Regions from separate parts of the Anas platyrhynchos genome. Here region 1 is linked to region 2. Evidence: chromatin contacts called from public Hi-C data. All regions are on one chromosome and are shown on one strand. The core of a region is the stretch at or near the end of the contact, and the rest is flanking DNA. Distances in the headings are between cores, read along the strand shown. Region 1 overlaps PDK3 (pyruvate dehydrogenase kinase 3). Region 2 overlaps LOC106020015 (a long non-coding RNA gene).

Evidence for each region. Hi-C and Micro-C count contacts between places; a contact is called where the count stands out from the background.
Region 1: a contact with region 2 is called in a Hi-C map of liver, with 4 times the contacts expected there. The contact joins two enhancer-like sites. A contact is called at or near these places in 5 of 8 Hi-C or Micro-C datasets (F1 follicle, liver, skeletal muscle and 1 more).

Annotation. Positions count from the first base shown.
Region 1 is chr1:116,674,802-116,680,748 of IASCAAS_PekinDuck_T2T, reverse strand. PDK3 (pyruvate dehydrogenase kinase 3) reads right to left here. Exons shown (of 11, transcript XM_027449036.3): 4 at 993-1,177. Among named protein-coding and RNA genes, the nearest start is that of PDK3, 36 kb to the right of the region's middle. Within about 2 kb of position 2,883, at least 2 of the 8 cell types and tissues checked have an H3K27ac peak or open chromatin away from gene starts, as enhancers often do.
Region 2 is chr1:116,622,779-116,628,957 of IASCAAS_PekinDuck_T2T, reverse strand. LOC106020015 (a long non-coding RNA gene) reads right to left here. Exons shown (of 9, transcript XR_011804790.1): 5 at 5,699-5,819; 6 at 89-295. Among named protein-coding and RNA genes, the nearest start is that of PDK3, 16 kb to the left of the region's middle. Within about 2 kb of position 3,092, at least 1 of the 8 cell types and tissues checked has an H3K27ac peak or open chromatin away from gene starts, as enhancers often do.

The DNA of each region.
Region 1 (5,947 bases), core at 1,634-4,133, 52 kb before region 2:
CCTTTAAACTGTTTATTCATCATTTGTCTGCCCAGTTACAAGAATAAACTGTATTTATTTCACTGCATGCTTTGGCACATGAAAGCTACTTGTACACAGACAGCATGGCATTTGCTAGTCTCATAAAAGGTTATTGGAAAGACACACAACTTGTAAAATACCTTAGTGCATTACTCCACTTTTGCTCCCCATTATCTGTAGTGCACCCATGTTCTAATAGCCCACAAAAGCAGAATACTGGGCAGACAATGAAGCTTTAGTGCTAAAAGGTACAAGATACACTAAGAGATCAAGATTGATCTTAACTTTACATAGATCACTTTCTGCATGGCTGCACATAACGGTTACTAGGAGCTGTGCAAGTAACTCCTTTCACTCTGTAATATGAATATGAAAAGGTTTATTAGTAACACCATAAAGCAATGACATAGAACTCAAAGGCAGAGGATGACTAATTCAAGTATTTATTCTTAAATAGAAAATAGGGAGTAGAGGGAGACAAGGATTATAATTTAAACCTTTAGTTAGAAGTACTCAACTAGTATTACTTAAAAAGGCAAGGAAGTCTAGATAACTTGCTGAAAAATTAAGCAAAAAGACACACACAGTATTTTTGCATCCTCACATTTGATTATGAAATAAATGCCAACTCTACAAGCTATGCTGAGAGAATTCTGAGCAGAAAAATCCGGCTACTCCACTGTCTAAAAATACTTCATGTAACACTATGCAAGCTGTCTCTGCCAACAAGATTAAAAAGTGACAGCCACACTGACAAAGCCTGACAATTCTGGAAGAAAGCACACTGGTGGTTTGGATTCATTTCTGACAGCTGTGAAGTACCATATTAACCTGTTGCCAGTATGTTTTTACCATAATTAGCACAGAATATTAAGAATTAGTCATGAGTACTAAAAATACTAAAACAAAGCTACAGCTTCTTCAGGTTTACAAGCAACAAGCTCTTGAAGATGAAATAAGCAATTACTTACTGTGTTGGTTAATAAGCATACGGAAAGAGATGCGGTTGGTGTAGAATCTATCTAGAAAATACTGGATGTTACTGCTAACAAATGGATCAAAGCCATATTTTTCCTTGTATTCAATCACCCCTTGAGCCATGGTTGGAACCACATCATTGTGTCTGTTCCTGACTTTAATTAAAACATCTAAAAAGCTAGAGGAAACAAAATTAAAAACAGATTGTTAAAGGTATAATTAAACTCAATCTCTCACTTCTGTTTTCAACTCTCCACACCATAACCATTTTATCTATTTGCCATCCCACCCAGTAAATAAAGTTGTCATACCTAAACAAGCTTATTTAAAGAGAAACATTAGGTCACAACGGTCTGTGAAATATTTACGGTCTCAATTTGAATCATTCCTTCCTGAAACATCCCTTTAGATTAAATCCCTTTGCTATTAACTGAGAACAAGAGATTCCCTTTTTATATGCACCACAGTAACTCTCATTCTCTGTAACTAACAGTAGCTGGCAGATTGGAGAGGTAACTTAGAAAATAGCACCTTACTGCCCCCATAGAATTTCCTGACAAGTATTATAATTCATAATTTCTTCCCAAAATTCACTCTGTGCACTGTAATTTTTGAATGCATTTCTTTACCTGACATCTATTCTGAAGTCTGAGTGCTGGGATAGGTAATTATCATCTATGTGCCTTCTGTTCAGTTTCCTTTTTACACCACTGGATGGCAGAACACATACAACGGTGCTCTGACAGATGTCTCTGTGGTAGGTTGGGCAGTTTTAGGATACCACTTCCTTTGTTTTTAACAAGTACTTCTCTTGAATCAGCTTGGGGGATTTTTGTTTCTGCTGCCAAGGCAGCTCTACACTTATCTTAAAAGTGCTCATCCTGTTTATTCCATGTGCAAAATTGTGCATACTTTAAATATTAATAATTATTAGCTTTTAAAAGCCTAGACATAGAAAAAAATCAGTGCTACTCAGTTCTGCTCTATTTTGTAATGTGATATGGATGTTAGCACTACAGTGTTTACATGATCTTGTTAGAAAACACACAGTGAAACACAGCTTTCAGAAGAAAACAAAGCTGGGAGTCTTGTTGGGCTATGCCTGCATCTGCAAATTTACAGACTTGGCTATGTAGTTGACTTTAAAAAAATATGTCAGATTTATACTGAAAAGAGATGCATTATTTGCACCGAAAGCGAAATATACACCAGCTAAGGAAGCAAAGAAGACTAAGATCACAAAAAGTAGAAGACTACCAGTTAGTCACCACATTTAAAGCACAAGCTTCCTTCCTGTTCATACCCAGTTAGCCAAGACAATCATTTGATGGTAAAACATATGCTTAGCTAGTGATAAGCTTTTAAAATTATTTCTTCTACTGTACCTTGCCAGCTCCAAAGGAATGTAGGATTAATATTTAATACTCTTTCATCATCCTTGTTCTGATCACCAATTTTTGACCATATATTAACAAACAATTCAGTTGCCTTTCAACACTGTTTTGTTGCATATAAAAGGGGAAGTTTTAACTGCCTGAATCTCCCCGAAAATTTTCACAGTACAGACCAACTTGTTCCCTATTGCTTTCCAATCTTGCTGACTGCTTCAGATATTTTAATAAAGAATTTACAGATCATTTAAGTCTTGATTCTGTATGATTTGTAACCCTCTGAGATCTGGTATTAGCTTTCCAGACAAGACTACTGCCTGGCTATTTTATTCATGCTTTCTCTCTGTTTCAGAGCAACAAGACTGGCTTAAAACAGAGCTGAGAAGCAACACTTCCAATCATATCTGAAAGACAACAACTGACAGCACTCTCTACTAGCTGCTATTTGCAGACAGCTGTGCTTTTCATTTTTAAGTAGCTCCACTACCCACAATATATACAACATGATGCTTATGTGCTCCACGAGGGCACACTGTTCGCAGATATCCTGCTACTAAAGTGCTCAAATGCACCGAGCGTGCTGGAAGGGCAAACAAAGGTCTAGGCTGTTTACCTATTACAGACCAGCAAATCATAGCTGAAGCTTGGTGTGTGAATGCACACAGTAAAGGAATTCTTCACTCTTACAACGATCTGACAGCCTCTTGTCCTATCTTCAAAGATAACTGAGTTCACTCAAGTGTTCCCATAAAGTAGATGCTTTCAAGTGACCAAACATATCAAAGTATATATGCTAATTTCAAGGCAGTGGCGCAGAAACCACAACACATCTCCTTCCACTCATTCCTTACCCACTCCCCATCCTGCACACACCTGAAAGGCATTTGAAGCTTTTACTATACTCAAACCATAGGAAACCACATAAAAAAAATCTTAAGTGGTCATGGGATTGACTGAGAAAAATCGATTGCAGAATAGCTCTGAAAGTTTTATTTAGCAATAGATCTTCAGAAAAATTCTGTTTTGCATTTGAACAACTACAATGAATAATGCTGTTGGTTTGAGCAATTACTAATATAAAGCTACTTCAGTCAAATAACTTCAGTGGCTTCTGTATTAACAAAACAATGTTTGTTATCACAGCTATTAAATAAATTAAACCTATGCATTCCTGTGAAGGTAATTAATGAATGTCAACACACAAGTTATTTTTTTAAGTCCCTAACGGCAGTAATAGGCATTATTCTGTTTTGATTTATCAGGACAGCGCAAGAAAAGTCATTTTAAAAACTCAGTATAAAGACAAAAGGGAATTTTTGCTATGTCCATTTTATGGATAGCATTACCTGAAAGGTTGAAGAAAAGCTGATGCGTGTAGACCATCAAAAATCCTTTTAAATAGGACATGTGTATATATATACATACTCACACACACAATATTCTTTGTCTGACAGACTGCTCTTTTAGAAAAAAGTGCTAGCTATCTGGTAGTTGAAAACCACCAGAAAGACAAACCAAGTTCACGCTCTGAAAAATTCCCCTTGTAGAACGTAACTATTTTCACAGTAAAAACACTAAGTGAAGTAGCATTTCGTATTATTTTGAAGTAACAAAACACCATGTGCTTATTCCAATCTACTCCGATAGTTATTTCAAATTGCTAACAGAATTGCTATTCCAATCTTTGTGCTGCACGAGGAAAAAGTTATTTTTTAATTACTAAATTTCGTATTTGTGCATTATCTACAGACATATTCACAGTGTATTACTTCAGTTACTATTGAATCCAGAATACTTTCTCTGACACACTCCCACCAAAGGGTGAGCAAGAAAAAAATCCAAGAAACTCATGGGTACGGAATGTGGAGTGTTTGTTCTTTTCTTTTTTTTCCCCCCAATGTACGGATAAACACCACTTTTTACAAAACCTTCTGTTATTGAAAGCAACTTCTGCCTTTGCATGATCATCTGGATGCATACTGCCACCCTTGGAAGTTCCAAACACTTCTGCCAGCTTACACACTCTACCAAATGTGAGCACCTTATCTTAAAACTTCTGCAATCACATTGTTTGACAGAACTAAGGAATGACTTCCTACCAGACCCCTCTGCACCTTGAGCAAAGATACTGTTATTATGAAAAATTCCAAAAAGGTCTGACAACATTGTAGCAAGTCTTCATCCAGTCCACTAACCAATAGAACATGAAGAAACTGAAGCATTTCTAATCCTCTGTAGCACAGAAATATGTGGCAGAAAAATCACTTTGACGTATTTTTCCCCATGTTCAAAAAAAATTCATGGCTATGCATCTGTCCTCAAATTTACACGCTAAGGGCACAGGCAAGTTGGGCTACTCTGGGAAGCATTAGCATTGGTTTAGTCTGCACTTACTCATACCTGTTCACCTGCTGTATTGCGTTGGCACTGCTCTCCTTGTGGGCCTCGGGGCACAACAGTTTAGGGATTGATGGGGCTGAAACAGGGCTATTTTTCCACTAGATCAGTTTCCCAACTCATTTCACTGTATGGCTGAGCAGACAGCTATGCCAACACATGGATAACATCTACAATCCTGTACGTTGATATGAAAAAGGGATTCCTCAAGGGCCTTGCGCTCTGAGAACACCCAAGCAGGCTCCCCAGGTGAGCAGAGAGGTGACACAAAGTCAGAGGGCAGTTTTACATTCAACTAATGCCGTCATTCCACCATTTTAGAAAGCATTATTTGAAGTACCACCTCCAACATCATGCATCTCACTCTTCAAAAGCCACGCTGCCACAAAAAAAACCCTCACTATTGCAAGAGGTCCAAACTCTGAATCAGTCTGCAATTACTTGTGCTAGAAATTGCTCCTGAGGACATATGATCCTGGAGACACTGAGCCCAGCTTGACTCTGACAAATGCTGTGCAAAGAAGGGTTAAGAGAGATATCCACGCATTTGCTAAGGAGTATCAGAAAACCAAAAAGCCATGAAATATTTAGAAAGAAAGTAAATCCTGGTCTGCAAGACTGCCTCTCGCCAACTATTGACCAAAGCAGACAGCATTGCTCTGTTCCATCCAAGAGAAGCCAGTAAGATTTAGTGATCACCCCCAAAATGACAAAAACTTGTATAATGAGTAGCCCTGGGTCATTTTAAAATATCTGATACATTTGCAAACTGCAGCAAGTTCATTTCTCAAGACTGAGCCACATGTATTTAATTTTCAACTAAAAAAATGAAAAACCAAAACAATTTGCCTGCTGTAGAAATAGCACTACTATAAAAAACATCTAACCCAAACTTCAGAAAGGACTCATCATGTGCAAGTTAAAGCTCTGCATTCTGAAGGTTCAGACCCACAACAACTGTCAAGCCATCAAGCGACTGGCGCTGGCAATCTGAGACCTACCTGGACTATGGGACATCTGCCCCTCTGCACAATCCTGGTGGTGGTGACACCAGAGTATTTCATTTGCTGCATGGTATTCAAGGACAAGTATGGAACTGTGATCAGATCTTTAAGGGCATGTCTATGGTTATCAGATGTATCTAAAAGAGCACTTCAGCT
Region 2 (6,179 bases), core at 1,843-4,342:
CAGCTTTCAACATTTCCAAAATGCATCTACTCAGGGATAGTTCAGACATGCAAAATGCCAATGTATTGTAAATGCAATAGTCATTTACCTCCTGAATCCAGAATGTAATTTCCATTTTTATTTTAACCACTAGCGATCCATTGTTCCAAATTCCTTTCAATAAATGTCCCCCACTGCTGCCCATAGCTTCTGCAGAAACAATTTTGAATATTTTGCAGGCAAAAATAGCAGAAGTGCTGAAAATCATACCGTTCCTTTCCAGACTAGATGATTGATGAAATGCACATTTCAAAGCCTGTGAAAATACGAGCCAGAAATAAGTAGCAAATGAGATTATCCTCGTATTGATTTCTCTGCAGTACATTCTGATTAACTGGCATACCAAAGCGGTAGTTTCCAGCTGCCCCACAAAGATCACATCCTTCATCCTCAGTATGTGTGGCTTCTGATAAGTAAGTGGTTCCTTTAGTTATCAGATACCTGGGGGCTTTTCTGCTCTGCTATCCAAAATCCTTGGTCTTTTTCCAATATGTCTGAACTTTAAAAAAGGTAGATTCTAGTCTTCTGTTTGCTCTCTACAAAAGAATCCACCGCAAAATTTCATGCTGACATTTTTTACAGCCTGTTTCCAAACCATCACATCTTGCTGAAAACATTCTGGTGTACTTGGTCCTTCCTGAGCTGTTAAAGCAACCCCTGGGACAATCTAGCTAGGCCTCTGGGAAATTTCCAGCCACTGGAAGATATTTTTTTTTTCAGAAATCAAAATCAGCGTGTTGATCTGAAAGGCTTTCTGCATTATAATCAATGGTTCAGGAGCTCTGCTGCTGGTGTTGTTATGAGATGTCTAGCCCGAACTTCATGACAGTACCACAACACCTGAAGAGCTAGTAGTCTAACCTGCCCTAATCATAGCAAAAAAATGTTAATGATCAGTCTAGGTGTCATGACAGAGGGTAATATTATGTCTTTAGCTTTATTCTGTGGGGAATATGCATTTAACTTTCAAGCACCAAACTACAGCCCGGGTGTTCAGCTGCCCGTGACCCAAGGTTTGCTTTCGCCGTGGACAGCTATCAAAAACTGGATGAGCTTTGCTTAAAGAGTTGTTGTCCAGCTGCAAAAAAGAGTGTAAATTAAAGCCATGTGAAATTAAGTATGCAGGGAGAAGTAAAATTGTAGATATAGCTAGCAAATCAGGGATTCAAAAAGAAAAATACCATGGGAAAAAAAATAAAAAATAAAAAATGCAACACAAAGAAAATAGGCAGAGACTCAGCAGACAGCAATTCACTTAGGTGAGGGACCATAACATGGTCCAAAGAGCCAGCTCAGCAAAAATGTATGAGGCGTCTTGCCAGGGTGGTGAGCATCATCAGTACTTAGCCGAGCAGCCCGTACTGTATGCATTAACCAACAAATAGTTGCCATGTTTTTAAAAGCTGCAACCTTTTGGCACAATACAAGATGCCCAAGCAGAAAAATATGACCCTCTGAGAAAAGGCTGCGGGTGTGAGTGCTAGTCCTGGCTCTCCTCCCCTTCTCCATCTGCCCCTGTTTCATTTCTTCTTGCCATGCAGTAAGACTTCAAGGTCTAAATACCATCCCCCAAAATGGGGATGCATAAAATGACTGCAGCACAAGGTAGTGCTGGTGCTCTTTCATCTCAGAAGGGGTTGCTGTGAAGCGATGAAGCATTTTTTTCCACTATTAAGTGGTATCTACAGGCTTTCTCTAGCCTTCTTTCAAGGAAGGAAGAACAAATTAGGACACTAAATAATTTCTGACAGTGCCTCTTTAACTAAGCATTTGGGAAGGACGAGGCTCTCACTAGAGGGCACATGAGGCTGGATTTTTATATATCCTATCCGAGACATAAATGGTAAGGTGAAAAACAGCAAGGCTGAAAAGAGTCACTGTGTACGACTGAATCCTCTTAGATTCAGGCACAGTGACAGGCACTTAGGGGAGCAAAGAGAAGGGAGGGAAGAAAAATACCACACAGTAGGCATGTTCTCACTAATTGATGGCAAAATTCTCAAAAAGCTTTCATCTGAAAGAAACAACATACAGTACAGTCATCAATGAGGGGCAGATTTAAGGACTGCTACTGAAATAAAAGAAGTCTGGGAGAAATTTCACATTAAGCCCCAGTAACAGTGATTCCATGGACATTTGGCAAGTAGCGTGGCACAATAGGAGTAAATCTGTACCAAATAGATTTACTGTCCCGTAGATCTGTATAGATGCAGTATTTGAAGTCTTGATGCCTCCATTACTCACGTATTGCCCTAGCTCTGGGCTGGTCCCGTGGGCTGAAAGCCTGCTAGCAGCCAAGGAGCGCTGTGTGTGCTCCTGGAGCACGACTGCCCCTTGAGCTTCACCCTAAGGGCATCCCGCTCAGAGCTGAGGCCCACAGTGCGGTCTGAAGCATCATTAGAAACAAGATCAGCAGATCTGCTTCACAAATGCTAATCCCATTTAAAACAGTAGTGTAGACACACGCAGTCTGACCAGAAGTAGAAATGAATCCCAGAGGAGTTGTTTGCTTTGTGATGAGCTGGGGTGGGCTTTGGCCCAAGGCAGAGGACCAAGCCAAGGTGGAGACCCCAGGCCAAGGTGGAGAACCAGCTGGACCAAAGTTCAAGCACCAGTGCCTCTCCCTGGAAGACAGGGTTGAAGAAGCGTATGTATACATAGCTTCAGATCCCATAAGTGGTCTTGTGCTAGCCAGGCTGAAAGTCAGAGCCAAACTACAACAGTAATCCACCGCCCTTGTGATTTTGGCGACACAGAGGCCTGCTGTATGATAGAAGAAGCTCGGTCCCCACCTGGCAGGGCTGACACGGTAGGACCCGAAGACAAACAAGGGGCACTGCCGCCCTTTGCGTGCTTTTATTCACATTTTCCCTCTGAGGTAACTGCAGAAGCTCCGGACGGCTACCAGATAAGCAAGCGTTGATTATTGTGGCTCACGCTACCCCTGGCAGCAACGGAGACTCCTAGCAAATATTTGGGGGAGCATAGGCAAAGGGACGGCAGGGACTCCACAAACACCCTCTGGACTCCACAAACACCCTCCTCCTGCAGCACAGCACCCGGGGGGCAGCCCCCAGAGGGCCCAAAGCCCCCGGCCCGCGACCCCCGGCGAGGGTGGCGCTGAGCAGTCGACGCCTGCCATCTAGCGGCCCTCGGCCGCCCCGGGCCCCAGCAGAGACCCCCGGCCCCTGGGGGCTTCTGCTGAGCCCCCCGGCCCGGCTGGGGAAGGGGAGGCAAGAGGAGGGGGCCTGGAGCAAGTGTTTAGCCCCGTTTTGTTTTGGTGCGGTTGGGTTTGACTTCCTAGCCCGGCTGGTGAATGGTCTCAGATCCAGCGATTTGGGCCGTGTGAGAAGGGCTGAAAATAGTTGCAGAAATAAACAAGTTAACTTATACCTTACTGATGTATAGAAACGCCAAAGGCTGGCCCAAACAGCCTTCGCTCGCAGACATGTGCAATGAGAACAGTGTGGGTGCTGCATATTGGGGGAAAATGAGGCGTTTTGTGCATTGAAAGAATTGTGCCGTGTACCCTAAAATATTTCTCAGGGAAAGAAGTGTCCTGGTCTGAGAATCGCTTTCAAAGTTTAGAGTTTTGTGCCACATCTGGCGTAGCGTGTCCTTTAGCTACCCTAGGAAACTGAAAGGGTATCAGTGCTCTGCTAAAAATAAATCAATAAAAATGAGGAAGGACAGCATGGAACACAAAGCCTGTAACACAGGAGAACTAGAAAGGGGGCAGGAGGCAGGGGGAACACCTGCACATGGTAGCAGGTTCAACTATTACCACAAATGGTTGGAAAAGAAAGAAAATCCCTCATGGGCTCCGGGTTGGGAAGGGTTGTCATGCACTGCTGGACCGTCAGCCTGCAGCTTTCCCTGAACAGGAACTTGTATGGCGTGGGGGGAAAGGTGGTCAAGCTCTACTAAGTGTCTCTCACTGCAGATTTTGCACCCAGCTTCAAGTGGCAGAAAAGCACAGACAGAAGAAAATAATAATAATAAAATAACGTAAGCAATGTAAGTGAAAATTCCCTCGCTTCTCCTTATGAGGAGGTTTCAATGGACGCTGCATAGCAGCAAGGAGGGAAAGCATCAGTAGCTAATCTGGTCTCAGGCAGCTCCAACTGTTTACAGAGAGGAATTTGCTTAGTGTCAGGGAAAGCTGTTGAGACTATCCGTGGAAGTCCAGTCTGAGGATGGGATAAGGTCAGTAATCTTAGCTAAATCCTATTAAACCAATAAAGGATTCAGACTGCTTCCTCAAACAGAGCCATTCAAAGGGTGGTTTTAAGATTAGAAAATTAAGGAAGATAAATCCAAATCAAATCCTTTTAATCTCCCTCCATTTATCAGCATTATTTTTTTTTGAGAGAGCGACAGGCTAAGGGTGTTGACAGAGCTGTAGACATGATACTAGCGGTGGCTTCTGTTTAAAATTACAGAAGGAATTCAAAGTCCCGCTGAAATCATTACAATAAAAAGAAGGGAGTTAATTCCTTGGCAGTGATCTGCTAAGGCAGTTTTACTCAAGAAGCCACAGTCGAGGGCAGCATAAGACAACCTGGGGTTGCTCCCCAGCCAAGGAGATGGGACGAGCTGCACTGTGTGCATGGGACCGAAGGAGCTGAGCAAAGCATCCAGGCCATAGGGATGTGGTGTGCTGGGCCAATGCTTAACAACAGGTTGGTTTGGGCCACAAATAGAGGATGGCTTGACAGCCCAGACAGCCGTTTGTAAATACTGCTGGTAAAAGTGTAGTCAGATAGCTTTTATGTTGGATTGTATATAAACAGCTCCCAAAAAATCATCCTTTGGCTCTCTCAGCCTTGTGTACACAGGTTTTTCTTCATACAGCATTGATACTAGATTTGCATGTTGCTCAGTTAAATCTGTGTAAAGGGCTGAAAATAGAGAATTTGTAGGATGGAAGTTGGTGCATTCGCGTGTGTGCACACATTGACAGAATCACCGAATGCTGATCATTTTTTTTATTTGTTTTTACTTTGCTACCAAACAGTACTAAAAACCTGAAAATTGACATCCACAATTTGCTGGTAAGAGACCAACTAGCATTTGACTCCTTATGATTTTTGAGAGACAAATCCTAGCTTCCAGAAGCTGGTAGATTGTCTGATGCAGAGCTGTATGGACAGCAAATACTGCTCGTAACCTCACAGTCAGCCACCTGGGGGCTCAGAGCTGCCTTAGGTCCTCAGCAGACAGCAAAGAGCTCACCAGAGGATGTTGCCACGTAACTCTCACTGCAATGCTTGAGAACCCTTTTCCCCAGCCTGTTTTTGGGTCAGCCCACGAGAAGTTCAGTGCGAGCATGCAGCTACCCCGGTGCTAGAGTCTGTGGAGGCCAGCGGAGCACCTCTCTTCGGGAGAGGCTGGCAAAAGCAGAAGCCCCAGACAGGTGAGAAGAGGAAGAACCAGGCACAAAAACAGGATTTAAACAGCAGGTGTTGTCCTGTTGCATGTGTCTTGGAGGCATCCAGGCTATTTTAAAACTCAAGACTAAAGGATGTTGAAGACCTCCAGGCCTCAAAGAAGAGAATTTCAAAGGGAGGAGGGAGCATCTTTCAAGATGAGGTTGCCTAGTAGCCAAAGGGTAAGAGAGGAAGAAAGAAACAAACAGAGGGAATTGGTTGAGCTTTACCTCCTTAACGTTATCCACAGGCAGGTGATGGGCAGCACTGGGTCTGACAGATGACCTAGTGGCTTTGTTCTTCCTTGCTCCAGCAGTGTAGGTTCCTCACCAGTTCCCAAGGCAGCTGGCACTGCAGAAAACGTTATCTCTTAGCTACCAGGTGTGTCATTTGTAACACAATAGCTGCTTAGGAAGAACCAGAGTGAAAAGACCTGCATTTTTTTCTTATAAAATATGAGTTACTTGACCAGAACTTGATCCTCCGTGGAAGTAAAAGATAGCACATACAGGGATAATACATAGATTCAGAAAAATAAAGATGCATCTCCAATTAGAACCATGAATTTTAACATATTAGCCCCTCAGGCTCACTTGCTCATGCTCTCTTTCACATTACACATGAGCAGCAGAGGGGGGGGATGCTCCACACAGGAGAGAGAAGGCGAGATGCTCTGGGGATGTGACACACAAAACATTGCCTCTAACCAAA